Regions from separate parts of the Mus musculus genome. Here all the other regions are linked to region 1. A link is a contact called in public ChIA-PET, Hi-C and HiChIP or PLAC-seq data. All regions are on one chromosome and are shown on one strand. The core of a region is the stretch at or near the end of the contact, and the rest is flanking DNA. Distances in the headings are between cores, read along the strand shown. Region 1 holds the start of Eomes (eomesodermin). Region 2 has its middle 90 kb from the start of Gm33088. Region 3 has its middle 72 kb from the start of Gm33088. Region 4 has its middle 78 kb from the start of Gm17399. Region 5 has its middle 49 kb from the start of Gm33088.

Region 1 (5,224 bases), core at 753-3,252:
ATTTGATGGCACTAGAAACGAACCTATGCGCCTTCCTTCATGAGCTTGCTCTAGGGGTAGGATAGAATGAACCCGATTCTGATGTGGTTAGGGAGACAGCTGGTCTGAGTTACTTGCGCCAGAGTGGGTCTGAACGGTGCCCGTTGCCTGTGTGGCACTGTGCCACGCCAGCGTTTCCCCGGTCTCTTCAAAGTATTTTGAAGGGACCTTACTTCTGGCTGTGTTATAATACAAAACTGACATATAACTTCAGTCACCCCATCTGCAGATAACGTGAGATTCAGTCTCACACCTACATCTCCCTCAGACATCCTGCAGCTCAGGGCCAGGCTAACGAAGACTCCAGGTTGAGTCCCCAGCGCAGTGAGGCCCTTTTCTTGGAACTCGCATCCCCCTTGTGGAATCCTCACGTTCAATATCTCGCACCCTTTGAGGGGAATAAAAATTAATCCCAAAGGCTTCGCTGCATCAAAACAAAACAAAAACATGCGGGACGGAGCCCGAGACCAAATCGGAGCTGGGATCTCTGGACTGATCGCGCAGGATGTCAGCCCGAGTTCTCTGAGCCAAAATTGACAAGGTTGTTGTTCCAAAACACTTGAAAAGCTTTGCGAGCGCCCAAGACCCACTACGCTATTCTATCAAAACCCCACACAGCATCCAAGTCCATGAAGGATCGCTCCACTCCCTAACACGGGCGTGCCCACGTTCGTGATTCGCGGGGTTTGGACCCAGGTTGGAAAGCTTCGCGCGGATCTGCTGCTGGCGTCTGAGCGCTTAGCAGATCCCGCGGCCACCTCATCTGTTCTCGGCAAAAGTTTCCCGTGTGATCGCATTGGGTTGGGGGAAGCAGAGTCCCTACATCTCGACCGGAAAATGCGCTCCTGGAGCGACTACTGCAGGCGTCCGTAATTGCTTATTAGAGGAGAATGTACAGGCTTCTCATCGTCAACGAAACGTGTTCCCCCTTCTGTAATAATAAAACAATAAAATATGACGGCCCCGTCCTTGACTGTTTGCGGAAACGCAGGGGGGAAAAACAGGCAGCTGGAGCAAAGGAGCTTAATTCAATATCAAACTGATTATTTCACTAATTATTCTGCCTTCTGTATTGTGCCGCAGAGAGGCGCAGGGAATCTTAACTGCACAGCTGCTAGGGAACCTTTGTGTCTTAGTGTCAGTCCCCACCAAAGATGTTGGCGAAAGCGGGGGCTGGGGGAGGTAGGAAACATCCAGTGTTTAGAAAAAACCGAGCAGAGGGAATTCTGAGTAATGAAAGTGACGGCCTCGGGGAAGCCGGTGTTTTAGCGCGGTTGTAATACTGAGTGTTTGGTTCGTCCGGTCAGGCTCATGTTGGGTCTTCAGAAGCCCACTTCAGAAGCTAGAAGCTGGAGTCTCTGATTCAGACGCGGAATCCTTTTGCCATCTCTGGAATCCCAAAAACTGAACGCGAGGTTTCTCTCCACCAAGTCTTTACGCTAAAAGATGGGACAGGACAAAAAGCGGTTCCTGTGTGCTGAAGGCCAGGAAGTCAGAAGGAGGGTGTGCGCAGAGACTTCGGGTCGCTCTCCAGCCCTCCCCTAGATTTGCACCCCCGGGGACCTGAGCCTTCCTGCGAGCAGGGAGCTTGTAAAGACGCCTTCACGGGCCTCTGGGACCTGCCAAACTAGACCCGAACTCAGGAATGATTCCTATGCCGTGGGTAGACCATGTTCGCAGACTTCAAACCCGTTTCTCCGGCGCCATAGAGCCACCGGGTACACCAGGATTGATTCTCAGTGGGATATAGTTCTCCCAAAGACGCTTAAAGAAACACCAAACCAGCAATAACAGCCAAATAAGCTAAGAGAAAATGAAACTCGCAGGCGACCCGATCCAATTAATAAATACTTAATTGAATTAGTGTCACCTCTAACAGCCAATAGCAAAGTCCCCTAGCCATGGGGCTGCGAAGCCCCTCCCTGGCCGCACATATATAAGCAGCCAACCACCGCTCACAAGTTTCCAAGCGGTCAAGTATGCCTAGAGTTTAGCAGAGCCAGCCGAGAGGAAATGGCTGGTTGCTAAATGGGAACTCAGAGCTAAGTCCTCTTCTTCCTTAGTGTGAGTGTAGGGGTCCTGAGAGGTTAGACAAGGAGGGAAGGAAGAAAAGAAGGAAGGAAGGAAGGAAGGAAGGAAGGAAGGAAGGAAGGAAGGAAGGAAGGAAGGAGAGAGACACCTACAACCCGGGGTTTGTTTTCTTGCGGAAGGAAAGGGGCACCTACAATCCCGAGTTTGTTCCCTTGAGGGAAGGACGCTAAATTGGGCGCGCGCTGAAGCCGCCCCGCAGGTCCGCAGGTGGGTAGCCTAGGCGAGGGAGGAAGGGGACATTACCTTCCCCTCGGAAGAGGGCGCTGGCTCCCCCAACTGGCCTTTATAACCAGGCCGCGGGAGGCGAGGAGGCAGCCGGTTGCCGTCTGCGATTCGCTAAAGCATGCAGTTGGGAGAGCAGCTCCTGGTGAGCTCGGTGAACCTGCCCGGCGCGCACTTCTACTCGCTGGAGAGTGCTCGCGGAGGAGGAGGAGGAGGAGGCGGAGGAGGAGGGGGAGGCGGAGGGAGCGTCAGCCTCCTCCCCGGTGCTGCCCCCTCGCCCCAGAGGCTGGACTTAGACAAAGCGTCCAAGAAGTTTCCGGGCAGTCTCCCGTGCCAGGCGGGGAGCGCAGAACCCGCAGGCGCCGGCGCGGGGGCCCCCGCGGCCATGCTCAGTGACGCGGACGCTGGGGACACCTTCGGGAGCACCTCGGCGGTGGCCAAGCCCGGGCCCCCGGACGGCCGCAAGGGCTCCCCGTGCGCGGAGGAGGAGCTGCCCTCCGCCGCCACCGCCGCGGCCACCGCGCGCTACTCCATGGACAGCCTGAGCTCCGAGCGCTACTACCTCCCGTCGCCGGGACCGCAGGGCTCCGAGCTCGCCGCGCCCTGCTCGCTCTTCCAGTACCCGGCGGCGGCCGGAGCAGCCCACGGACCCGTGTACCCCGCGTCCAATGGCGCGCGCTACCCCTACGGCTCCATGCTGCCCCCCGGTGGATTCCCCGCCGCCGTGTGCCCGCCCGCGAGGGCGCAGTTCGGCCCCGCTGCGGGTTCGGGGAGCGGCGCTGGTAGCAGCGGCGGTGGTGCCGGCGGTCCTGGCGCCTATCCCTACGGCCAGGGTTCTCCGCTCTACGGGCCATACGCCGGAACCTCAGCGGCCGGGTCTTGTGGAGGATTGGGGGGCCTAGGGGTGCCTGGCTCCGGCTTCCGCGCCCACGTCTACCTGTGCAACCGGCCCCTATGGCTCAAATTCCACCGGCACCAAACTGAGATGATCATCACCAAACAGGGCAGGTGAGTGCAGGGTGGAGGGACCCCAGGCGCCTGGTTGTCCGCACACTGCGGGCTCTGCTTAGGGTGTTTAAGTGGTACATCATATCTCCAAAGTCGTGTCCCTTACTTCCTAAGGCACACCTGTAGCTTGGGCTCCGAGCCCACGTTACTCTCCTCTCTAGTCACCTTCACCGGGATTGACTGGGAGGAGGAGGAGGCGGAGATGGAAATTTGGGAATGAACCCTTGAGGGCAGATCTACGTGACCCGCTGGCTCCTGGGTTTGCAGCAGGCGATTTGTGGGCTGCATAGCGAAAGAGGGCTAGCTGGAGCTGGCTGCGGCCTGCGCACAAGTGTTTGAAAAGAAGCTTTTTAAAGCTCCTTGGTTTGGTGGGGCTCTTCTGTAAGAAGAGCAGAAAGAAGTCGGTTTGAGCTGGTGACTAGGTAGACAGTTTTTGGAGCCAGATGTTTGGGGGAGGGGGCTCTGCTTGCGGGGAAGGGACCAGAAAGTTCAGGCACACCTTCAAATTGTCATCAGCTACTTCTTGAGGAAGTGAGGAGTGGATATTGGGAGACAGGGACCCAAAGAGGGCTCGTTGAGAGAGAGAGAGAGAGAGAGAGAGAGAGAGAGTGCAAGAAGGCGCGCTCCGGCCTAATGTTCTCAGTCACCTATGTCTTTAAAAATAATTTTAGACATTTCAGAAAGAAACCTAGTAGATACCTGAAAATAGATGGATGTCTCAGAAAAGAAGCACGCGAATTAGGGAAAATACTGATTTGGAGGCTGTTCCAAATAAATATGTCAATTTAAAACCATTTTCTTAGTTTCAGGCCGTAGTAGCCATTTTTGTTTGTTTGCTGTTTATTGCAGACCCCCCATGTGTCCGGGAGGGACCAGAGCCGCTACTTAAATAATTTCCTCTGGTTCTGTTCTTTGCACAGGCGCATGTTTCCTTTCTTGAGCTTCAACATAAACGGACTCAACCCCACCGCCCACTACAATGTTTTCGTGGAAGTGGTTCTGGCCGACCCTAACCACTGGCGCTTCCAGGGGGGCAAGTGGGTGACCTGCGGCAAAGCGGACAATAACATGCAGGGTGAGGAGAGAGGGGGCCTGGACCGGGAAGAGGTCGGAGCCTCAGTGTTGGACCGGCCACATTTAAATCAAGCATGTCACCCCAACCTGGGGCATGGGGATGTTAGCATGTGCTGCCTTCTGCTGCTGGGGAGAAATTTACTCCGTCCTTTTTCTTGTTTCTCATTATATATCAAACCTTGACCTTGACCCTATGAGGGCTATGTTTGAGAAATGAATAGCCAAGTGAAGTTCTGGGTTTGGGGAAAGTTCCTGGTAAATGATCCTGGCATTTTAGAATTCTCTTGAGAAAGCCCAGGCCACCTTTAACTTAATCTATAAAAGTTAAGGACTCGATGAGGCACTTCCCCTCCAGCTTAAGGTCTCAGACCAACAATCAAGAACCATCCTCTCTCCTCTCAACTCTGTTTTTTAAGTTTGGAGAGGCTGGTGATTGGAATACCATGATTAAGGAAGGCTGGATGCACCCTGGCCCGGGGGAGTGACTGGAGTCCCGCTGGGATCCACTGATTTCAGTCGACTGACCTCCCAGGAGGAGGTTGCTACAGCAAACCCAAGCCTAGCTAACAGACATCCTCTCCAACCTGCCTGGGTGAAGGCTGTCTCCTTTCATTTGCTTATGTTTCCTTTCCTTTTCCTCTTAGGCAATAAGATGTACGTTCACCCAGAATCTCCTAACACTGGCTCCCACTGGATGAGGCAGGAGATTTCCTTTGGGAAGTTAAAACTCACCAATAACAAAGGTGCAAACAACAACAACACACAGGTAGGGAGACTGGAAAAGCCTGTG
Region 2 (4,998 bases), core at 2,379-4,878, 220 kb before region 1:
TCCAATGCGCTTTTCCCTTCACAAGGTTGACCTCCACATCCCCCACGGCTCCCCTTCTGTTTTATTTCAAGGCTAAGGACTTCTAAGATGTGCGACTTGGTGCTCAACTGTTGAGCCTTGACATTTCTTTATTATTATTATTATTATTAGGTATTTTCCTCGTTTACATTTTCAATGCTATCCCAAAAGTCCCCCATACCCACCCCCCAATCCCCTACCCACCCACTCCCCCTTTTTGGCCCTGGCTTTCCCCTGTACTGGGGCATATAAAGTTGGCAAGTCCAATGGGCCTCTCTTTGCAGTGATGGCAGACTAGGCCATCTTTTGATATATATGCAGCTAGAGACAAGAGCTCCGGGGTACTGGTCAGTTCATATTGTTGTTACACCTATAGGGTTGCAGATCCCTTTAGCTCCTTGGGTAATTTCTCTAGCTCCTCCATTGGGGGCCGTGTGACCCATCCAATAGCTGACTGTGATCATCCATTTCTGTGTTTGCTAGGCCCCGGCATAGTCTCACAAAAGACAGCTATATCTGGGTCCTTTCAGCAAAATCTTGCTAGTGTATGCAATGGTGTCAGCATTTGGAAGCTGATTATGGGATGGATCCCTGCATATGGCAATCACTAGATGGTCCAGAGCCTTGACATTTCAAGGGATAGGGAATGTCCCATAAGATGATACAATGCATCATAATATCAGGAAGAGTAACATTTCCTAAGAACCCGGTATGCTCACCTCTCTGTCCTTCCCCCTGTCACTCATTGGTCCTGTCACTATCAACAGTTCTTCATGGTTTGGTCACTCATGTCCTCCCGCACTGAGCAGTGTTCCGTTGTGTGAATGCACTGGATAAATGTTTCTTTATCCATTGTCCTCACGCAGGACATGTTTGTGTTCAGGTTTCAGTGCGTTCAGGTAAGTGTCCTCCTGCAGGCTTTATGTGGACAAAGGTGTTCAAATCCGTTAGGTAAAACAGCAGTGACCAGGATTGCTGGCGCGCAGTAAGTGCACGTCTATGTTTGTAAGAAATTGCCTGTGCTGTTTTACAGTGCCACCAGCAGTGGATGAAAGCCTCTTTCCTATGTACCTTTGCCTGTGCCAGATGTGGTGGCCAGTGTTCTAGAGTGTCACTATTCTACCTGGTTTCAGTGACATCTCATTAAGTAGATCTACAACAGCTTAATGATATACAATGGCGAGTGTTGTTTCTCACACTTAGCTGTCATGTGTATCTCTACACCAGCCAGACAAAGACCCGTTCGATTGTGTCATCTTGCGTGGCTCTCAACTAAGAAGCATCAGAAATAGACATACCGATGCTATTCCTTCCTGAGCCCTCAGATGGGGTAGGTATAGGTGTGGGATTCCACAGTCACCCAGTGGCTCTCCATGGGATCACATGTCCAGTTGTCCAGTGTGGTGGCTGATCTGCAGGATGTTGATGTCACACATATCCCCACCTCTATCTTTCAGCCCCTCCCTCTCATTTTGCTGTGCTCTTCCCACCCCCACCCCCCATCCCGGAAAACTGCTGCTACTTCTGAATCCTTCTCTGCAGTGAAGATCCCAAATTGGAGCAGTCATGGTGCAACAAGAACTCAGGATGGGAGGGCAGAATCTGGTCGTGCAGAAAGAAGAGGGAAAGGTGTAGGCTTAGATTTTTGAAAATTTACTTTTAATAAGGGTTTTGAAATGCTTCGACTCCCTTTCTAGCCCACCACTTAAAGGTAGGGGAGGAAAGTTGGTCAATAGGACAAGAGGATGTGGACCTGTTTAGAAGTAGTTCTTTGGGGCAGAATATCAAGCAGGAATCAGCAGCAGTGGCACCATCCAGCAGAAACCGCCAACCCTCTGCCAAGTAACAACTAAACAGTAATGACGGCTGGCATTGTCTTCTAGTCCACCCACAAACATCACACTTGCACACACAAATGCGCACATACAAACAAACAACAAAAAGATAATCAGACGTTGCTAGGAGTCCCTCGAAATACACACCTCCCAAAACACTCTTAGAAAGAGTGTTCACCTTGTCACTCCGTCCTCATGGAATAAGAACAGGAATCTATCCTTGGCAGAAGACAAGCTAGAGGTGCTAAGGGAGAGCATGGAGTGGGCTTGCTCTCCTGGTCTGCACCTGGCCTGGAGGGATAGAGACTTTCTTACTCTTTCTATTTGTAGACACAGAATTCAGAGACAGAAGGTGGCCTGGCACTTGCCTTGAGTCAGAGTCCTCAATGTGTGAGAGCTTCATAAACATGCTCAATAGGCCAGAGCCACAGTTCTTAGCAGCAAGCCAGCAGGAGGCTCCACCTGGCCAGCTTGGCCCTGATTGCTCTTCAGTCCCTGCCTCTGACCTAACCAACCATCCCAAGGCAGGGCCTGAGAGAACCCAAGAAGCAACTTAGGAGTATCTATTAGCACTATGTGCAGCTATTCCCAATGCTGTTTATGAGGGGAGAGAAAGGGAAAGTGGTGGAACTCTAAACCTCCATGCATCTGAGCGACACTGCACATACAGGAGCTGTAGCAACTGAAGACCCAAAGGAATGTAGACAGGCAAGCTTAACAGTTATACCATTCCCTCGTTGGAAAGCCATCAAACCAACTCGATCAGCTTTAAATAAAAGCAGTCTGCAGTGGGACAATCTGGAAAACAGCATATTTATCCCCCAAAGGGCTGGAGAGATGGCTCAGCATCATTTCCTGGTCTTCCAAAGGACCCAAGTTCAGGGTCACCCAACACCCAGGTCAGGCAGCTGGCAACCACCCATAAATGCAGCTCCAGGGAACCCAACAACTTTCTCTGACCTCCTCAGGCTCGCATGCAGATACACACACACACACACACACACACACACACACACACACACACACACGTTTTATTTTGTTTTTAATAAGGGTAACAATTGTGATTACTTCTGATTAGACTCAGTCAATAACATTCTTGCCACCTGAACTCAGATCCTCAGCACCCACATAGAAAGTAGGGTTCAGTATACTTTACCTGAAATCCTCAGGGCTATAGAGGCAAAGGCAAGATGCTGGGGCTGTTGGCCAAAGCAATATACTCCAGATGTCATGAGAAACCATCTCAAAAACTAAGGTGGAAAGGAACTGAGGAAGGCAACACAATATCAACCTCTGCCTCCTTCCCAAATGCATAGGCACATCTACACATAAGCAATCATGCACACACATGAACACATACAAACAAGATCATGAGTAATGGCTATAAAGTATCAACCAAGAACCTGACATAAGTGTGGTAAGAGCTCAGAGATTGGTGGGTGCTGTCTCTGAGGTGACACCTGATGGTCTCAGTGGCTTTATGCTATGGCCAAGCAGTGCTACCTAATATTGGGGGTTGCAGAAGAAATCCCAAATCTTAGCTCTATGGTTATCCTTTCTAACACCCTCAGTCCTAGCACAGCTGTGGGGTCAGGATCTTAAAGGATGGTCTTCAGCTGCATGGAATCTGGGCCTGGGTCCGGGGTACCGCTTGCCGCTTGATGAGAACTGTCAGGCCAGTCTGCTCCAAGTCAAACAGACTCATCTGGCCAGCCAGTATTGAAGCATGTGTGTCAGAGCTAACCTGTATTGAGTCTTGTTAGAATGTGCTTGCAAGACAGGGTTGGCATTCAGTGTAACTAAGCCTAAACCCCGGCCAAGACTGAACTCAGAGATCATTTGCATGGGATTTCTTCTATTGGTTTTTAATCCAGCACTTACAAGAACCATCAAACAACGACAACAAAGACCACAATAAGCAGTCAAGCGATTTCTTGCAGGCTTCTTACCACTAAAGACAGATTTAAAAGGCATTGTTTCCTCTAACATACAAAGTATCTAGTCTCTGACATACAAAGTATCTAGCCACTGGTGTCCATTAAAGTGGAGTGAAGCACAAGAATACCGCAGAGGCGGGGTGTGCTTGAGAAATTTGCATACGAATTTCCATTAGGATTAAAGACATTTAAATCCACATTACCCTCAGCAGGCAGAATAATGAATGCGCTATTATGGACGAGGCTTAGCGTGTGTCGCCACTGCCTTTGGCGGGTTCAAGTCTTGCTCGGGATGTAATATTTAGTGACTCGTTTTTTCCTCATGCATAGGGTAATAGGCTTTAACTTTCTAAGCTTTCCTGCCAGCCCTTGCCCCCCTGCTGTGCCATTATATTGAACTTGCAAGCAGGAAGCTCTGTCCAGCTCGCCCAGATTACCACAGCAATAGGCCCGCTGAGGGGGCTGGTGTCAGGATAAGTGTTAAAGCAGGAGCTGCCCCATCTTGGCATGCTGTTCTCATCTTATTAAATACAGCTTTGTGGAAGCAGGGAGCCTGCCTCTCAGTCACACTGGCTCAAGCCTGGCCCAACTGCTACTGTCAGACAATATGAGAATAGGAAACACCGCAGCTAATGGCAGGTGCTGCTTCCCACGTGACAAACACAAGTCAGAGGGGCTCTCATTATGAGACTGACTTCATGAGCTGGTGGGAGGGTATTTTATTTTACTCTTCTAGACGCTTCTTTGAGGCCAAGATCCAATCGAGAAAGCCTGGTGCTTTGGGGAAATGAAACAAACACTGCCCCTTTTAGTAGTGGTCAGTCTCTCCTAGGGCGTATGAGTTGACAGACGGCTGCTATCCACTTTCCAGTTTCAAGCTCCCTTGGGTCTTTCTGTTTTTAAAATATTACATTTTTATTAATTCTTTGGGAATAATTAATACAGGCATACAATGTATTTTGATTCTAGCATTTCCCACACCCCCTCCATCGCCTAACTCCTCCCAGATCCTCCTTCCACTGCTCCACCCCACCCCCAAATTCATCTTTCTTTCTTTCTTTCTCTCTTTCTTTCTTTCTTTCTTTCTTTCTTTCTTTCTTTCTTTCTTTCTCTCTCTCTCTCTCTCTCTCTCTCTCTCTCTCTCTCTCTCTCTTTCTTTCTTTCTTAATGACACACCAAGTCCAATTTGTGTTGCTCAAAAGATCATG
Region 3 (5,029 bases), core at 1,592-4,091, 210 kb before region 1:
TCACAGTATTAATTCTTCCAATGCCTGAGCATTGAGGTCTTTCCATCTTCTGGTGTCTTATTTCATAAAGACTTTTTTAGCGTAGAGTCCTCTCACCTCCTCTGTTAGGGTTATTTTCTGTTTTTGTTTGTTGTTTGTTTTGTTTCATTTTATCTTAGAGGTTATGGTAAAGGGGATCGTTTTCCCCTGATTTATTTCTCAGAATATCCATAATCGATATATTACAAAGCTACTGACTCTTGCATGTTTATTTTGTATCCTGTTACTTCGCTGAAAGGATTTATCGGTTCTAATAGTTTTCTGGGAGAGCATTCAGGGTCTCTCAGGGTAAAGATCATATCGTCTGCAAACAGGGGTGATTTTACACCTCTCTCTCCTGCTTGTTTCCCCTGCATTTATTTCTCTTACTGTATTGCCTTGACCAAGATTTCAAGCTCTGGATGGAGAGAGTGGAGAAAGGGAATCCTTGTCTCATTCCTCACCTCACTGAGGCTGTGCTTGGGAGGGATGGGAGAGATGATGTTTCAACACATGAGGTGGTTTCCAGGGGCTGCTGCTGTGAGTGCTACCGACTAAAGCTATGGGGCTCAGTAGGATTCATTCCCACTCTCCCCTGAGGCTCAGCTCTGCCCAGTCGGGGCTGAATTCAACAGCGAGGCTGAAACACTGATGGTGAAACCATACTGAACCCCCTCCCGCTCTGAGCCGTCCCTGTTCCCTTCCAAATGCTATGAACGCATGCGCTGGGGAGGGAAAGACCACCTCTTATGAAATGTGTACTGACTCTTCTGACTTAATCAAAGTGAATATTGGCCCAAATTGATGGCTACTTCCAAAGAAAACTAAACTCTTTCCGTTAACAGTAGAAAGAAGGACCTGGCGCTGGGTGGCTCCGTTTCAGGGATCAAAAATTAGGATGTTACTAGGCAGGTTTATAGTTACGAATATAGCTTTTCTTTGAAAGGCACTTTACTTTTGTGTGCCTGTGTGTATGTGCATGCACACATGCGTGCAGTTGGTCACAGAGGCTAGAGAAGGCATCGGATGCCCGAGTTGGGGTTACAGGCAGTTATGGGCCTTTCAGTATGGGTTGTAAGAACAAACTCAAGAACTCAGGTCCTCTAGAAGGGCAGAAAGTGCTCCTTACCCACTGAGCCATCGTCCCTGCCCCACGAATAGATCTTTGTAAAACCTAGTTTATGTCCAAGAGAGCCAGCTATGGCTTAAGAGAGAAGTGTGGGTCTGTTTCTAGCTTACTGACTACCCAGGACATTTTGTTATGGCTGATGGCTATTGCCTAAAACACAGATTTAGGCACACAGAGTTTTGAGATGCAGCAAAAAGCAGGCCTTGCACATAAGACTTGGCTAGGAAATAAATGTACTTCCTGGTTTTGTTGGAGCTGAAAAACTATGAGAAGTCAAGTGTTTTATTAGGGACTGAGCCACTCAATTTTTGTTTGTTTGCCTGTTTCTTTGTTTGTTGAGATGAAAACCTCAAGTAGCCTAAGCTGGTCTCAATCTCACTATGCACCTGATGACCTTTGATATTCTAATTTTGGGGGCTGGAGAGATGTGTCAGCAGTTAAGAGCACTGACTGCTCTTCCAGAGGTCCTGAGTTCAATTCCCAGCAACCACATGGTGGCTCACAACCATCTGTAATGGGATCTAATGCCCTCTTCTGGCGTGTCTGAAGACAGCTACAGTATACTCATCATATATATTAAATAAATGAATGAATGAATAAATAAATAAATAAATAAAATCTTTAACATTCTACTATTCCTGCCTCAGCCTCCTGAGTGCTGGGGTTAGAGACAAGCACTGTCACGCTCAGTTTACGCACTAATGAGGACGGAACCCAGGGCCTCCTGCACAACATTAGGCAAGTACTCCAGCGATTGAACTACATCCCCAGCCTCTGACTGAAGCTTTTAATAACAATTAAATGATCAATAAAGTCGTGCTTCTTTGTCTTTAGAAGTAACAGAGGGATAACTAGGGAGAAGGATGTAGCTTCTACCTTCAGTTTCCTTGCAATATTATCTATTCTTGTTTTTATGAGATTCTGATTTTTTTTCCAGGTCTTAAGATAAAAATGATTACATTTTTTAAAAGGAAGGAAGGAAGGAAGGAAGAAAGAAGGAGAGAGAGGGACAGAGGGAGAGAGGGAGGAAAGGAGGAAGGAAGGAAGGAAGAGAGAGAGAGAAAGAGAGAGAGAGAGAGAGAAAGAGAGAGAGAGAAAGAAAGAAAGAAAGAAAGAAAGAAAGAAAGAAGGAAGGAAGGAAGGAAGGAAGGAAGGAAGGAAGGAAGGAAGGAAGGAAGGAAAGAAAGAAAATGACAAAATCTGAATATTGGACATCACAAAGTGTCTGCTTGGGTTCTTAAACAATATTATCTGTCAAAGGATCCTGGATAATCTGGATCCATGTTGTGGTTACACTGGCCACAGAGCCACAGCCAAAAGTCAGAGGTACAGCCGCTAAGATCTGTAGGAGGACGCACACGTGTGGACGGAGACCTGACTCTGGGATTGGCTTTCTCCTAGCTGGGCTTCCCTCTCACTGCATCTGTTTGCTCATGTTCTTGAGGTTGTTAATCACATTCTGAAAGTTCTCCCCTACAGTGTAGCTAGCAAACGGGGAGTTTCTGGTTCAAGGACCTCCCGGTTTGTTTTCCTTCCTCTGGTCCTCATACCAGGCTGATGCTAAGCTGTCACTTCGGGCTTGTTAGTCAAATTATGGTGATTAATGCAAACAGCCAACATGAACTTTGAGCGGTTCAGATGCTCCACAGCCCACGCGCTGGCAGGACGCCATCCTCCCACATCTCCTAAGTGGCTCAGACACCTTTCAACACCAAGGAAGCCCGTCCTCAAGCGCAGAGCCCGGTGACTCGTAACTGACTCAGACACCTTTCAAAACCCAAAGACAGCTTCCTGGGATTTGACATAAATGTGATGGCCAAGGTCCTCTCAGAAGACAACCTTAATGAGGATGTTTGAAACCACATGGCTTCAGGTAAAAAGCCGTCTTCTCACAGCCCTCCCGTAGGCAAGGCAGGAGGCTGCGCCTTCCCAGAGCTTTTGAAGCACAGTGAAGCCTCCATTGCCCTTTGGTCCGCATGTGGCCATTTCCTTTAAGTGGCTTTGCATTTTATTAGTGCATGTTCATCGTACATAGTGGCATGTCAAATACACTCTCTCTCAAGTATTTCATGCACTTGAAAAGTCACAGTACCTCTCTTAGTTTCTGTCCCATTCCCCCTTCCCCTAGTCTCCCCGGTCTCTGCCCCCAACCACCTTCTTCTTTCATTCATAAATGTGTGTGTGTACATATGATATGTGACATATGTCATATACATATATATATTCTATTTCTATAAAGAATTCTATGAATCACCAATGAGAGAAAATAAGATATTTATCTTTCTGTATATGATTTATTTCATTTTGTTTGATGATCCCCAATTGCATATATTTTCTGCTGTACGGCTGAGTAAAATTCTGTTGTCATTTTTTTTTTAAAGCCAAAAATTAGAACTACCATATGACCAAGCTACACCACTTCTAGGTATATACCTGAAGGGTGCAACCATCTTCTTTGCAATACTGCTCTGGAGTCACACTGTGCAGTCAGCTGAGGTGTCTGTCAGCAAGTGGGTGGGCTTAAACACAACAAGGACCCCACCAGCACTCCTGGTGTATCTTCCTCGCATGGTGGATGTTTGTGTACATTGTCACTTTCTGAGACCGAAGAGTGTTTATATCATGAAGACTCTCCAAATCTGAAATTCTCCAGAGTGTGTAACACTCAACATTCTGACCTAATATGAACTTTGAGCTCTTGCCAAAAGGGATTTCCTGTAGATAAAGAAAGCAACTATGACAAAAACGTTCCATCAACACAAAGTAAAGTGGTTTTTTTTTTTTCCCTAAACGGGGGTATACCCTGTGAAATCAGCTCCCACTAACATGCCGCTCTGCGAGTTTGTAAAGCGGGTTCAGAAGGGTCAACTCATGAAACCTTTGATGCCGTGACCTTAGCCAGCTGTTTACCTCTGACATCTGTCTTCCAAGAGCAGACACAAACTTGGCTTCTTGTTCTAGCCCTGTTATTCACAGCTTGCTCATGGTGGTCATCCGTGCAGTCATGATCTGTCAGTGACACCATCACAGGAAAGGGAGCAGGACAATGCCACATGATGTCACATGGACCCATGGAGACATCTAGCCCATTGGTTAACAAGGTTGGGTGGGGTTCTAATGGGACTGAGAAAATGGCGTAGCGCACACACCTCATTATGGTTTCTGTTTAAGTAAAATCAGGCCTCTTGAGGTTTCTTTTTTACTTATAGTAAAATCCACTTTTAAATATGTTTTTTTAATCATTTTGACAGTCAAATTCTTATAGTCACTATCAATATAGAGAAGATATTACTCAGAAATGTTCCTCACAGCTCATATCAATGGTTCTTCAAATCCCCAGCCCTAGAAATCGCTGGCTTATTTTTTTTTAATACACCCTTGTGCCTTCAACAATGTAGCATACGTAGTCTCATAGGAAATGTAACTTTTTGGGTCTTAATTCTTTCATTTAGAGTAATTACTTTGAATATATCCACCTAATTGCAATGGATTTCTTTGCATATGTCTATATAACTATATGGATTTACTTTTCAATGTGTCAATGACTCATTTAAAATTGTCGCTACTTACTGTTATTTATTTGTGTGTGTGTGTGTGTGTGTGTGTGTGTGTGTGTGTGTGTATGGGTCATCAGGAGATCGCCACAACATACTTGTGGAAGTTAGAGCACAGCTTTGCATATGTGGACCTAACGTGGGTCATCAGGTTTTCACATAGCAGGTGCCTTTGCCTGCTGAGGCATCTCACTAGCCCTGGTTCATTACCTTTAACACTGGGTAGCCTTCTCTGGCATGAGTAAGCTATGACTTGTTTACTCATCCGCAGGTTAAGATGTTTGCCACATTTTAACATTTTTGTAATACTGAATATATACCTTATAAA
Region 4 (5,480 bases), core at 955-3,454, 250 kb before region 1:
CACAAGCAGAATTCCAAAGCACTATTTGTTATTGCTCTACAAATAAAAATGGTCCGTCTTTCAAAACCTCGGCATTGCTTGTTGGGGATTTTCAACATGCTACTGGGCCGTTTGAATTTTACTTGTGTGTGTGTGTGTGTGTGTGTGTGTGTGTGTGTGTGTGTGTGTGTGTACAGGTTGATCATTTTAGGATCCTGGCTCCTGGACTGACAATGTCTTCAACGGTGTTTATGATGCAGCTTTCCATGGGCCAGAAGTGAGGATTACATTTTGAATGCTGACTTATGCTTGCTTGGAAGAAGAATTCCGACTTCCACATTCCCATGACATGACAATGTCATGTCTTCTATCTGAATGTACAATATCAAAGGTACTTGAATTCATCAAAACCAGGCATGATATGATATCCCGGTCTAATGGCCTCATTCAGATAAACATTAAAAAAGCAGAGATGCATCGCAAGGGGCAGTCTTGGAGTGCTTAGGGCTTTGCACGTTGGAGCCAAGCTATCCAAAGGAGAACACTTTCCTGAGCTGTCTGCCACCCCCATCAGTAGCACTGCCTGACAGTGGTCCGTCTTTAACATGTCCAAGGTGCTTTCCCACACTGATAGTTTGATTCAGATCTTTATGACTAAATATTTATACCAGGAAACTGAAGAAATTGCCCTATCCCCTCCTTGGCTTCTCTTCCTCTTTCTTTCATCTTTTTGGTTCTGGAATGTGGACCCAGGACCAAACATGGTACCACTGCACTGACCTCCCAGCTCCCATTTTTATATTTACTGCACTGAATATAATTTCACATATCAAATCCATCCTTTGTCTCTGACTCTCGTATGGGTATGTGTGAGTTAATATTGGTTTTCAGCTTGGCAAGGATGTAGAGTCACCTAGAAGACAAGCCTCTGAGCATGGTAGTGAGCACGTTCCTGGACGGAATTGAGGTGGGAAGACTCACCCTGAGTGTGGGCGGCAGCATCCCATGGGATGGGATCCTGGACTGACTAAAGAGACATAAGCTTCCTGACTGTGGGCGCAGTGTGACCAGCAGCTCCTTTTCCTGTTCCTGCCCATGCCCTTTCCCACCACAACAGACTGCACCCTCAAACTATGAGCCGAAATAAACTCCCCTTCCTTCCCTAAGCTGCTCTTTCTCGGGGATTTCATCATAGCAACAGGAATGGCAACTAAGCAGAAGGTATGGATTCCTTTAGAGGGAGAGATGCATACAGATTTTGACAGCATGAACTCTTCTAAGATGCACGCCAACTCAGCCCTTGTAGTTGGTTTATCAGATGACTGCTACCACATCCCCTTTGCTTCTGTGGGTGAGCTTTAACTCTGGCAATAGATGGCTAACATAGCCCTTGCTATCACTTGATCTACTGGCTGTAGAGATTCTAAAGGACAGCACTCACCAGTCAGAATAGTGGTTTGAAGGTCCCACGCACCTGACAACGTGTCTGGCCATAGGGACTGCTCCGGAAATAGTCATTTGCTGACCCAGGCAGCAGCTCCGGTAAATCAAAGAGCATGTACAAAATAAATGCCATCTAATAGTTTTTAACCAATGGTGCTTTTTGTAGTTTTCAGAAAGAGATGCACAGGCATGTACATACACACACACTCATTTGCATGCACACACGCATGCATACACAAAGATGAGGCTGAGCATGGTGATGTATGCCCATAATCCTAGCCCTTGGGAAGCAGAGATAGGAGGACCAATGTTAAGTTCAGTCATTCTGGTCTACACAGCTAGTTCCAGTCCAAGATAGATAGATAGATAGATAGATAGATGGATGGATGGATGGATAGATGGATGGATGGATGGATGGATGGATGGATGGATGGATAGATAGATAGATAGATAGATAGATAGATAGATAGATAGATAGATAGATAGATAGACAGACAGACAGATAGATAATACAGACAGACAGGAAAAAAGGTGGAAAGAAAGGGGAAGGAAAAGAAAGTAGGAGGAAGAGGAACGGGAGGAGGAAAGGAAGAAGCAGATAGAATTAGTTTTGACAAACAGTACACACTTCTCATTCATTCATTTATTCATTATTTAAACCAATTAACTCCTTATGAAATGCCAGGTACTTTAATAATGCCAGAAGGTATTCAGTAAACTAGCCATGTGAGAACAAAACAGAAAGCAACTTATGTCTTAAGCTCGACACCGGTGTTTTCATTAGTAAACACCCGGTAGCTTGCAGAGCTTAGAACTTGAATTTAATTCAGGTCGTTGTTTGGTCTGGAATGCATGAAGAGATACAGCACTGCGCAGAGCCAGGTTTCAAGGAAGCCTCTGCAAGGAACCAGGACTCCCTGCTCAGCTGCTGCGTCTGTCCCTCTCCAGACAAAGCCAGGCCAAGCAGAGCACCAAGACTGTGACAGACAGCTTCGCTCCGTGGTTTGGGGTGGGGCCATGGCAGACACCCTAGGCCGGTGCACTTTAGAGGCCAAAGCTTATCTAATTTTTAACTTTTAACCACGCTCCTGCCATCTCAATATTTTTTTTTCTGACCGTCCCCGAGAAAACAGGAACGAAACTGACCTCTCCTCGCATCTCTGTCACCGTGGGGCTTATGTGGGCAGACTGACATCTGCAGGCGCATCGTTAGCGAGTTGGCAGCCTCTGTGCCCTGTGCAGGTTGCAGTCAGACCTGCCTTCTACAGCAGCCTCTTTCTGGTTGATTAACTTTAATGTAATTTTAATTAAAAACCACAGTGTCAAAGGGTTTAGCTACTCGAGAAATGAGCACAGACTGCGGCCCAGTGGCAGCAGTCACTTGGAAAATGGAAATGCGTCCTGACACTGTTGTGCGGGGGCCAGATAAACAGGGTCGCTGCAGTGCTGGGCTCCACGCAGGGAGGACACGGGGAAACGTCAGAGGCAAGCGTCTCCTAGCACTTGGAGGTTCCAGGGTACCCATTTCAGGTGTCATCCACAATTTTGAGACCTCTTTCTGCTCTGGCACACAATCATACCCTGTACGGTGGCTGGCTGCGACTATTCTGATGTCCTGTTGGCACTTGGGGCTCTAAATCATCCCATAGATCTGTGTTAGAAATGAATCAAATTTGAAGCAGGAAGGAAAAAAAAAACAAAAACAAACAAACAAACAAACAAAACAACTGAAGACCAGTCACGGTTTAGTAATTTATTCAACCATTAAACCTCTCTGGTTTTCTCACTGTTTTGTTTTTTGTTTTTTTTTTATGGAGATGGGGTAATTTGAATTTCAGAAATACACTTTCCTTTCAAGAAAGCAGTTTCTCTGGGGTGTGTCTCTTATACAGGTGGCCTGAGGGAGTGACTGCCATTTTCAGTGATACCCTTGCTTTGAGGCAGTGGTTGTATAGGTAGATTTAACCATGAGACATGAAGTCTCAAAAATATGTTACATTCTTTAATCTGCTTGTGCATTGAAATCTAATCACTTTTCACATTTCAGCTTGGCCTTCACAGACTGTTTGTCAATCCCCGTTTTCCTGTTGATGCTCCACTGCTCGGAAAGGAAAGACTGAAGGGCGGTGCTGTGTGGGCGAGGTCCTTTATCACTGCCGGTGGAGCATCTCTAGTCCACGGTGAAATGCCCTTTAGTGTCCCTCAAGGTAGCTAATTTTTAGGGCACAAGTCTCAGGAGAACACCTAGTGACGTCAATTCTTCAGAGGAGAGTTTCCTGCACCGGGTCTGTGGTTAGGCGAAGCTGCTTTGCCGACAGATGGGGCCGGTACCCGTGGGCCCGGAGCCATGTGAACAGAAGGGGCCCCCCGGACCCTGACAGAGAGGATAGACAGAACCGTGGGGGAGAGTTTAGGGCAGTATGCAGGGAGGGAGAGGAGGCACGGAGGGCTTCTACACCAAGTCCAGCAGAGAGGAAGAAAATCAAAACAAGCAGATGGGTGGACCGGGAGAGGTGATTTGAATTGTGTAACTTGCTTAAGAGACTAATAAAAAACGCAGTCTCTTGGGGGAGGGCTTCACCGCAGGCAATTTTGGAAAATTGGAAATTTAGCTAAGATGGCCAAAGGGGAATGAACGCTGAGAAGAATAAACAGAAAAGTAGACAAATGAACGGAGTGGAGGTTTTGTTGGGAGGAGGAGCCCTCTGCGACCTCTGTGCACACTCAGGAGGCCCATTACAACTGCCTTTTCTAATAGAATACAAGGTTGGATTTTTTTTTTTTAGATCATCTATTCAGCAGAATAATTAATCAAAATGGTCCAGAGAATGACCTAATGCAGGAGAGCGTGCCTATGATGCAATTGTCATTTCTTCCTTTGTCTTTATTTGTGGTGCTGGGGCTGAAATCCAGGGCTTTTCCTGATTTGCAATAATTTAATTCTTTTGTGCGTGTGCATGCATGTGGGTGTGCATGCGTGTGAGTGGTGAAAAGGGAAGAACCCAGAGCTTCATGCACATAATGCAGGGACTCCACCACTGGGCTGCATTCTCAGCAGTGGAAATTTGTTTATCTGTTGCTTGCTTGCTTATTTATTTATTTATTTATTTATTTATGAAGATAGGGTCTCACGTAACCCAGGCCGGCCTCAAACTCACTCAGTAGCCAAGGATGACCTTGAACTGCTGATCCTCCTGCCTGAGTGCTGGGATTACAAGCCTGTGCTGGGAATAAAACCCAGGGCCTTGTGAACGCTAAGCAATCACTCTACCAACTCAGCAGCATTTCCAGCCTATGAAGGTTTTAAAAAAGAAAACTCACTGGAGACGATCTGAATAGGTTGAACCAGGGGCTCCAACAAAACTTCCCTAGAGTATTAAATTTTCATTGGATATATATGAGTTTTTGTAAAATAGTCCTATGAGCAATATGAGGAGGCCTGAGTTACATAGACAAGAGGATGTAAATAAAAGATAAATGAATGATAGATGGATGGGTAGGTAGTTTGGTAGATAGATAACAGACTACACACATACATACATACACACATTCTACATGCAACAAACATATATGCTACAAACTACATACATACTACACACATACTACATATATACATACTACATACATACATATATACATACATATAAACATAGATTCATACATAGGTGATAGGTAGATTTCTTTTTCTCTGCAGGATTTTCAGTATCTTCATGTGTGATTTTTCTTTAACTCTGCCAGTGGAACTCTACTGGAAAGGTATCTCCGGGGGATACTTTCAAATGCATATGGGGTTTGCTACCTTGAAGCATCCGGACATCACAACCCTGTGTTTAGTGTGGACCGAATTGCCTGTTCATCTGTGTCTTATAAGTCAAAATATCTGTTCTGTGGCAGACATCTTTAATTAAAGAGTTTGTGTCACGCCTGTGGATTTCCAGTTTGAAGCCGGTCAGAGCTACTAGCAATTTTGCAGACAGCCTGAGCTATAGTAGGGATCTGATGTCTTAAATCAGAGTGTGATCTGGGAACTGCTTACCACAGAAGAACTGGAATCAGTC
Region 5 (5,255 bases), core at 1,051-3,550, 180 kb before region 1:
AAAATCTTGCAAGCTGGGAAGGAAAGGGTTTATTCAGCTTACATTTCTACACTGCTGTTCATCACCAAAGGAAGTCAGGACTGTAACTCAAGAGGTCAGGAAGCAGGAGCTGATGCAGAGGCCATGGAGGGATGTTACTTACTGGCTTGCTTCCCCTGGCTTGCTCAGCTTGCTTTCTTATAGAACCCAAGACTACCAGCCCAGGGATGGGCCCTGCCCCCTTGATCACTAATTGAGAAAATGCCTTACCGATGGATCTCATGGAGGCATTTCTCACCTGAAGCTCCTTTCTCTGTGATAAGTCCAGCTTGTGTCAAGATGACACAAAACCAGCCAGTACACTATTTTTAGGAAATGGTATTAAAAAGTCTTCAAAAAATTAAAAATAGGAATACTAAAAGTATTCCTATAATCCAAGACTACTACTCATGGGTGTATGTGTAAAAGGAAGACAGCCTGCCTGTGTTGGTCTGACTGGCCTTGCACTCATAAGGATCCATCTGTGTCTGACTGCTGAGTGCTAGGATGAAGAGTGTACGCCACCACTCTTGGGCTCACTTCTAATATAAGGAAATACTACCATTTGAGAAAGGTGATCAACAGATATTATGAGGTGGACAAGAGAACAGTCCTGTTTGATCAGAATATGAAACTGTCAGATTCATAAAAACAGAGAGCACAATGGTCTTTCGAGGGGTAAAAGGCAAGGGAGGGAATACATATATATATATACACACACACACACATACATGCATGTGTATATACATATACACACATACATACACATACATAATACACATACTTATACATACATGCATACTTACAGATATACATACAACCATAGATAGATTGCATGCAATAGTATTTATATGTATATAGTGTTTGTGTATATTTGTGTATACATACATATACACAGAGAAAAGAGAGAGTTGAGTATTTATGCCTACAGATGTATATGATCTGTAGGATAAATTCCCAGAAGTGGAATTACGGGTCAAAGGTTAAATGCATTTTCAATGTGGATAAAGAATGCCAAATTGCCCTCCGCGCGGGCTGTGCCGTTTGCACCCCTACCAGCAATGCATGACAGCGCCTGCTTCTTCGCAGCCTTGCCAACACAGTGATTTTAAACTTTTGGGGTTGTGCCAACCAGATAGGTGAGAAGTGCTGTTTCGATGTAATTTCGCTTTGCTTTGCCTCTTATTGTGAGTGAAATGGAGACTCATTACACACACAGAGGGAGGGATGGGGAGAAAGAAGAGGAAGCGAGAGATCAAGAGAAGAATGTATATGGGGGCCATTTGGATTTATTTTCTCCTGTAAATTGTAAATCCTGACCTTCTCAAACATGTTTCTTCTCAGTGTCCATTGGTTCTTTAGATATTAAAGGGGTTAGCTCTTTGTAGCAAATATTTACGGGTTTTCTCTTCCATTTACCTATTTGAAAGATGCCTATGAGGTAAGACACGCCTTTCATCCTGGCACTTAGGAGCAGAGGCAGGTGAGTTTGAGGCCACACAAGTGAGATAGCAAGTTTGATGACAGCCGGGGCTACAAAATGAGACCCTGTCCCCAAAAATAAACAAAAAAAAGCAAGTAATCATAAAATAAAAGCCATCGTGGAATGCAGTGACGATCTCTGGGCTTTGAGAAGTAGTCTGTAAGACTTCTCTCTGTCCAAAGTCACCGAAGCATCCCCTCGTTCCTCTCATCCTTCAACAAAGATCCAAGTAGGTCTTATTATGCTTATTTATAGACAAAGAAATCTAGGATTTGTACTAGTCTTTCCCATTCCTAAGCCTTCTCAGAATGTGATTCAAGGATTTAAAACTAAACTCTTCTTCTCGGTGTTACTTGGAAAACCTTTATGTGGGCTACCGTTCATGCTTTGCTCCAAATTTCATTTTCAAACGTAAAGATAACTGTGGTCATTACAAGAAAAGTTTCGCCAGAAATATCATCTTAGTTGCTGAGGAATGGGATTTTAAGGAAGCTTTAAGTAAACCCAAAATTGCTCAGGCTTTATAAACACTAGGTTTGCATTCGCACAAGTATAAAACAATATCTCCCAAATGTTATAAACATAGATGCTGGAAGCCAAAATGTTCAAACCACCAGGCCCAGGCACACCATGTACAGACGTCAGCAAATGTCCCTTTTAATTGAACGCTCAAAAGGATATCTGCAGGCAAGCAGAGAGGCCCTGTGGTGGCCACGTTGGACTGCATTAAGGGACACCTGGAAGGTATGGCAGCCCTTCATCCCTGTCTCTCCCTTTCTCTGTGCCAGGGCCAGCAGGGAGGGAGCGAGTGACGTGTCTATCGAGGACTAGGAAAAATACTCTGTTTGGGAGCCAGTGCCCTGAAGGAGGATGACCCAGTTGAAGCCTCCTCATCCTGAGTTCCCACACCCGGGAGGCTGCCCCCCCATCCATCCAGGCTAGCCCGTTAGTGAGATTCACAAAGGGCAGGTGAAATGGCTTACCTCTCAGGTTCTTAGGGATCCTCTAGGAGCCACTCTGATCCACTGGTGAGCGCTGTCTCCTGGGCTCTGTGGAGACTGAGACTGAAGCCAATCCTAGTAGCAATGTTGAGCCTCACCATTAATGCCTGCCGTGGATACAGGAAAGAGAAGTGGCGTCTGGACCCTTCACACATCCCAGTGAAAGACATAGAACTACTTTACAGGAGCAAAGCCTGACATGGCTACCAGGATGTCTTAGACTCCAAATGCCATGGTTTTAAAAGGCTGTGCTCTTTTCCCAGCAGGTAACATCATTTACCCAGAAGGCTAAGTTAGTGTTTGACTTCTTCCTATAATCCAGTGTTCTGGATTTACACTGTGCCTAGAGCATTGCTATCTGCTTGGTACAACAGATTGCATTGCATACAGAAGGTTAGATTGTGAATGCTACTTTGCACATGTTCACATATTCATTTAAAACATTTATTCCACGCCTGTTTGTGTGCACTGAATGAAAGAATGATTAAATATTATTTCAAACTGATTTTTCCACAAATGTATCATAACAATTTTAGATTTTGGTAGAGTATGTTATATTCATGTTTTTTTTTTAATTTGTGGCTCATGCTTTTTTATACTAAAAAACCTCATAGCTGTTTTATTTTATATTTAACTAATAAACATCTACATTGATATGGCACTCGGTGAGGTCATATTGAAGCCAAGTTAAAGCTACCTGTGTCCCTTCATCTTTTCATGATGTCCAGTCTGAAAACTTTGCTTCGTTCCAAATTTTGAGGTTTTTCTCTTATCTCTTTTCTCTAAGGTACTTAAATTTCTAGTTTACATTTGAGTCAGTTACCCACTTGGGCTGATGCTTGGGTAAAGGTTGGGTTTTAAGTGGATCTTCCGCCCCCACCTTCTTTCTTTTCCTCTTTCCCTTCCCTTCCCCTCCTCCCTCCCTTCCTTTCTTCATTGACAATGGAGATCCATTGCCCAGGGACCAGCTACTGGGAAGGGTGTTGTTCCTTCGCTGAGACCCACGTGGGCCTTGACGAGATCTCAGCTGAGCCTGCTTGTGTGGCTCTGCTCCGTGTTCTTTTGTTTTTAGCCAAGTGTTTTGTGAGCAACTGTGAACAGTATTATCTTGTTACCTTTGATACCCATTGACCTGTGCATCATTCTCTCTCTCCATCCATGTAACAGTCTTGACCACTCTACACTGGACTTGAGGTGTTGCAATCGGTTCTGCTGCTTTCTTTTCTTCCTCCTCCTCCACCACCCCCTCGTCCCCTTCTCGTTTTGAACTGCGCTGCTAGGCCACTTGCTCTTCCATCTATATTTTTAGGTAATGTTTTTCTATATTAAAATCACACGTGACTGAAGCCTTTTAACTCAGCACTCTGGAGGCAGAAGTGAGTTCTCTGTGAGTTCGGGGACAACCTGGTTTACATTATCAAGTTTCAAGCTAGCCAGGGCTATAAAGTGAGACCCTGACTCAAAAAACAAAACAAAACAAAACAAAACAAAAAACACACAAAAAAATAACATAGAGATTTACCAAGATATTGGTAAAATTTGCATTAATTCTGTGTCTGTGTTGGTGAAAAGCTTACATTTTATTTGTTAAGCCACCACCCAGGACACGGAATGCCTCTCCCCTTGGTTAGACCTTTGGGATTTCGTTCATTAGCCCCTAGTGATTTTCAGCCTCTAAGTCCTGTATGTACTTTATTAGATTTATAGCCAAGTGTTTTGTGAGCAACTGTGAACAGTATTATCTTGTTACCTTTGATACCCAGGAGTTTATTACTAGCATATAAAACTGTATTTAACTGTTATGTTTTTATATCCTGTGCTCCTGGGATAGAAATATGGAATCCCATGTTAATTCTCTGTGTTGTTTAAGTCTTTCCTACATAGATGGGGACAGTTTCCTTTCCTTTCTGTTTTTTGTTTTTTTGTTTCTTGTTTTTTATTTTTTGTTTTTTGGTTTTTGGTTTGGTTTGGTTTGGTTTGGTTTGGTTTGGTTTGGTTTGGTTTGGTTTGGTTTTTCAGACAGGGTTTCTCTGCGTAGCCCTGGCTGTCCTGGAACTCACTCTGTAGACCAGGCTGGCCTCAAACTCACAAATCTGCCTGCCTCTGCCTCCCTAGTGCCGGGATTAAAGGCGTGCGCCACCACGCCCAGCTTTTCCCTTCCTTTCTTATCTGTATGCCTTTTGTTTTCCTGCAGTGCCTTACTGCCCTGGATATCAATCTAACAGGTATTTTTGCAGTGTTCCTGACCGTGGGGTGGAGTAAACACTGCTGTGTCAGTGCTGAGATCTGGTGGACATTCTCTCCTGAGGAAGGTCCTCTCTGTTCTCACTCCTCTGATATATATGCTTCTATGGAAATTAAAGACTTCTTTTACATTGACTGACACAGTCACATGACTTTTTTTCTGTAGCCATGGCAACATGGTATAATTCAATGGCTGGTTTTCAAAACACTTAATCCAGATTTGCATTCCCTGGGATAAATCCTACTTATTTGTAAGGTACAATTTAAAAATATATAAATTTTACATGTTTCTGAGGGGGTTCCTATGGGGGAGGCAGATGTCCCGGTGTCTGAGGTGTTCTCCACCAAAGGCAGTAGAGAGGGGACCATGTTTCTTTCAGTAGAAATGGAAGGTTCCAAGCCAGTGTTTTCCCGTCTGTGACTAACCACCAGCAGGGACATCGAACACCTTACCTCAGCCTTGAGGGTAGACATCTGCACCCTGCTCACAGTTTCCTGGCCTGGGCAGG

Evidence for each region. A called contact is a pair of places that touch in the nucleus more often than the background predicts. ChIA-PET counts read pairs in DNA pulled down with a chosen protein or histone mark. HiChIP or PLAC-seq counts read pairs in DNA pulled down with a chosen protein or histone mark.
Region 2: a contact with region 1 is called in an H3K4me3 HiChIP or PLAC-seq map of embryonic basal ganglia, with 2.9 times the contacts expected there. The contact joins the enhancer-like site here to the promoter of Eomes in region 1. A contact is called at or near these places in 12 of 39 promoter capture datasets (the 3T3-L1 cell line, cranial neural crest, embryonic stem cells and 5 more), 1 of 15 datasets of contacts at CTCF or cohesin (embryonic stem cells), 30 of 484 Hi-C or Micro-C datasets (the C2C12 cell line, CD4 T cells, CD4 single positive thymocytes and 13 more), 15 of 115 datasets of contacts at active chromatin or transcription factors (CD8 T cells, Th17 cells, astrocytes and 9 more) and 3 of 9 other capture datasets (adipose tissue, embryonic stem cells and liver).
Region 3: an RNA polymerase II ChIA-PET map of memory CD8 T cells shows a contact between it and region 1, with 511 read pairs. The contact joins the enhancer-like site here to the promoter of Eomes in region 1. A contact is called at or near these places in 9 of 39 promoter capture datasets (the 3T3-L1 cell line, the C10 cell line, the HPC-7 cell line and 4 more), 2 of 15 datasets of contacts at CTCF or cohesin (CD8 T cells and embryonic stem cells), 21 of 484 Hi-C or Micro-C datasets (CD4 T cells, CD4 single positive thymocytes, CD8 T cells and 6 more), 11 of 115 datasets of contacts at active chromatin or transcription factors (CD8 T cells, effector CD8 T cells, embryonic forebrain and 5 more) and 2 of 9 other capture datasets (embryonic stem cells and liver).
Region 4: a Hi-C map of cerebellum shows a contact between it and region 1, with 3 times the contacts expected there. The contact joins the enhancer-like site here to the promoter of Eomes in region 1. A contact is called at or near these places in 10 of 39 promoter capture datasets (the 3T3-L1 cell line, HPC-7-derived erythroid cells, embryonic stem cells and 4 more), 6 of 484 Hi-C or Micro-C datasets (the G1E-ER4 cell line, brain, cerebellar granule neurons and 1 more), 10 of 115 datasets of contacts at active chromatin or transcription factors (astrocytes, craniofacial prominence, embryonic basal ganglia and 7 more) and 1 of 9 other capture datasets (embryonic stem cells).
Region 5: a Hi-C map of cerebellar granule neurons shows a contact between it and region 1, with 2.5 times the contacts expected there. The contact joins the enhancer-like site here to the promoter of Eomes in region 1. A contact is called at or near these places in 8 of 39 promoter capture datasets (the 3T3-L1 cell line, the C10 cell line, the HPC-7 cell line and 4 more), 1 of 15 datasets of contacts at CTCF or cohesin (CD8 T cells), 2 of 484 Hi-C or Micro-C datasets (CD8 T cells and cerebellar granule neurons), 10 of 115 datasets of contacts at active chromatin or transcription factors (CD8 T cells, effector CD8 T cells, embryonic forebrain and 6 more) and 1 of 9 other capture datasets (embryonic stem cells).

What each region holds. Positions count from the first base shown.
Region 1 is chr9:118,476,187-118,481,410 of GRCm38.p6, forward strand. It overlaps Eomes (eomesodermin), which reads left to right and starts at 2,003. Exons shown (of 6, transcript NM_010136.3): 1 at 2,003-3,360; 2 at 4,281-4,435; 3 at 5,079-5,200. The coding sequence starts at 2,474. It overlaps Gm33408 (a long non-coding RNA gene), which reads right to left and starts at 2,462. Exons shown (of 5, transcript XR_871338.1): 1 at 2,374-2,462.
Region 2 is chr9:118,251,768-118,256,765 of GRCm38.p6, forward strand. No RefSeq gene overlaps it. Among named protein-coding and RNA genes, the nearest start is that of Gm33088, 90 kb to the right of the region's middle. Within about 2 kb of position 3,629, at least 21 of the 459 cell types and tissues checked have an H3K27ac peak or open chromatin away from gene starts, as enhancers often do. A contact at or near this core is called in embryonic basal ganglia, neural progenitor cells and neural stem cells, where this site is marked.
Region 3 is chr9:118,269,025-118,274,053 of GRCm38.p6, forward strand. No RefSeq gene overlaps it. Among named protein-coding and RNA genes, the nearest start is that of Gm33088, 72 kb to the right of the region's middle. Within about 2 kb of position 2,842, at least 19 of the 459 cell types and tissues checked have an H3K27ac peak or open chromatin away from gene starts, as enhancers often do. A contact at or near this core is called in CD8 T cells, Th1 cells, effector CD8 T cells and 2 more, where this site is marked.
Region 4 is chr9:118,225,112-118,230,591 of GRCm38.p6, forward strand. No RefSeq gene overlaps it. Among named protein-coding and RNA genes, the nearest start is that of Gm17399, 78 kb to the left of the region's middle. Within about 2 kb of position 2,205, at least 10 of the 459 cell types and tissues checked have an H3K27ac peak or open chromatin away from gene starts, as enhancers often do. A contact at or near this core is called in cerebellar granule neurons and cerebellum, where this site is marked.
Region 5 is chr9:118,291,936-118,297,190 of GRCm38.p6, forward strand. No RefSeq gene overlaps it. Among named protein-coding and RNA genes, the nearest start is that of Gm33088, 49 kb to the right of the region's middle. Within about 2 kb of position 2,301, at least 3 of the 459 cell types and tissues checked have an H3K27ac peak or open chromatin away from gene starts, as enhancers often do. A contact at or near this core is called in cerebellar granule neurons, where this site is marked.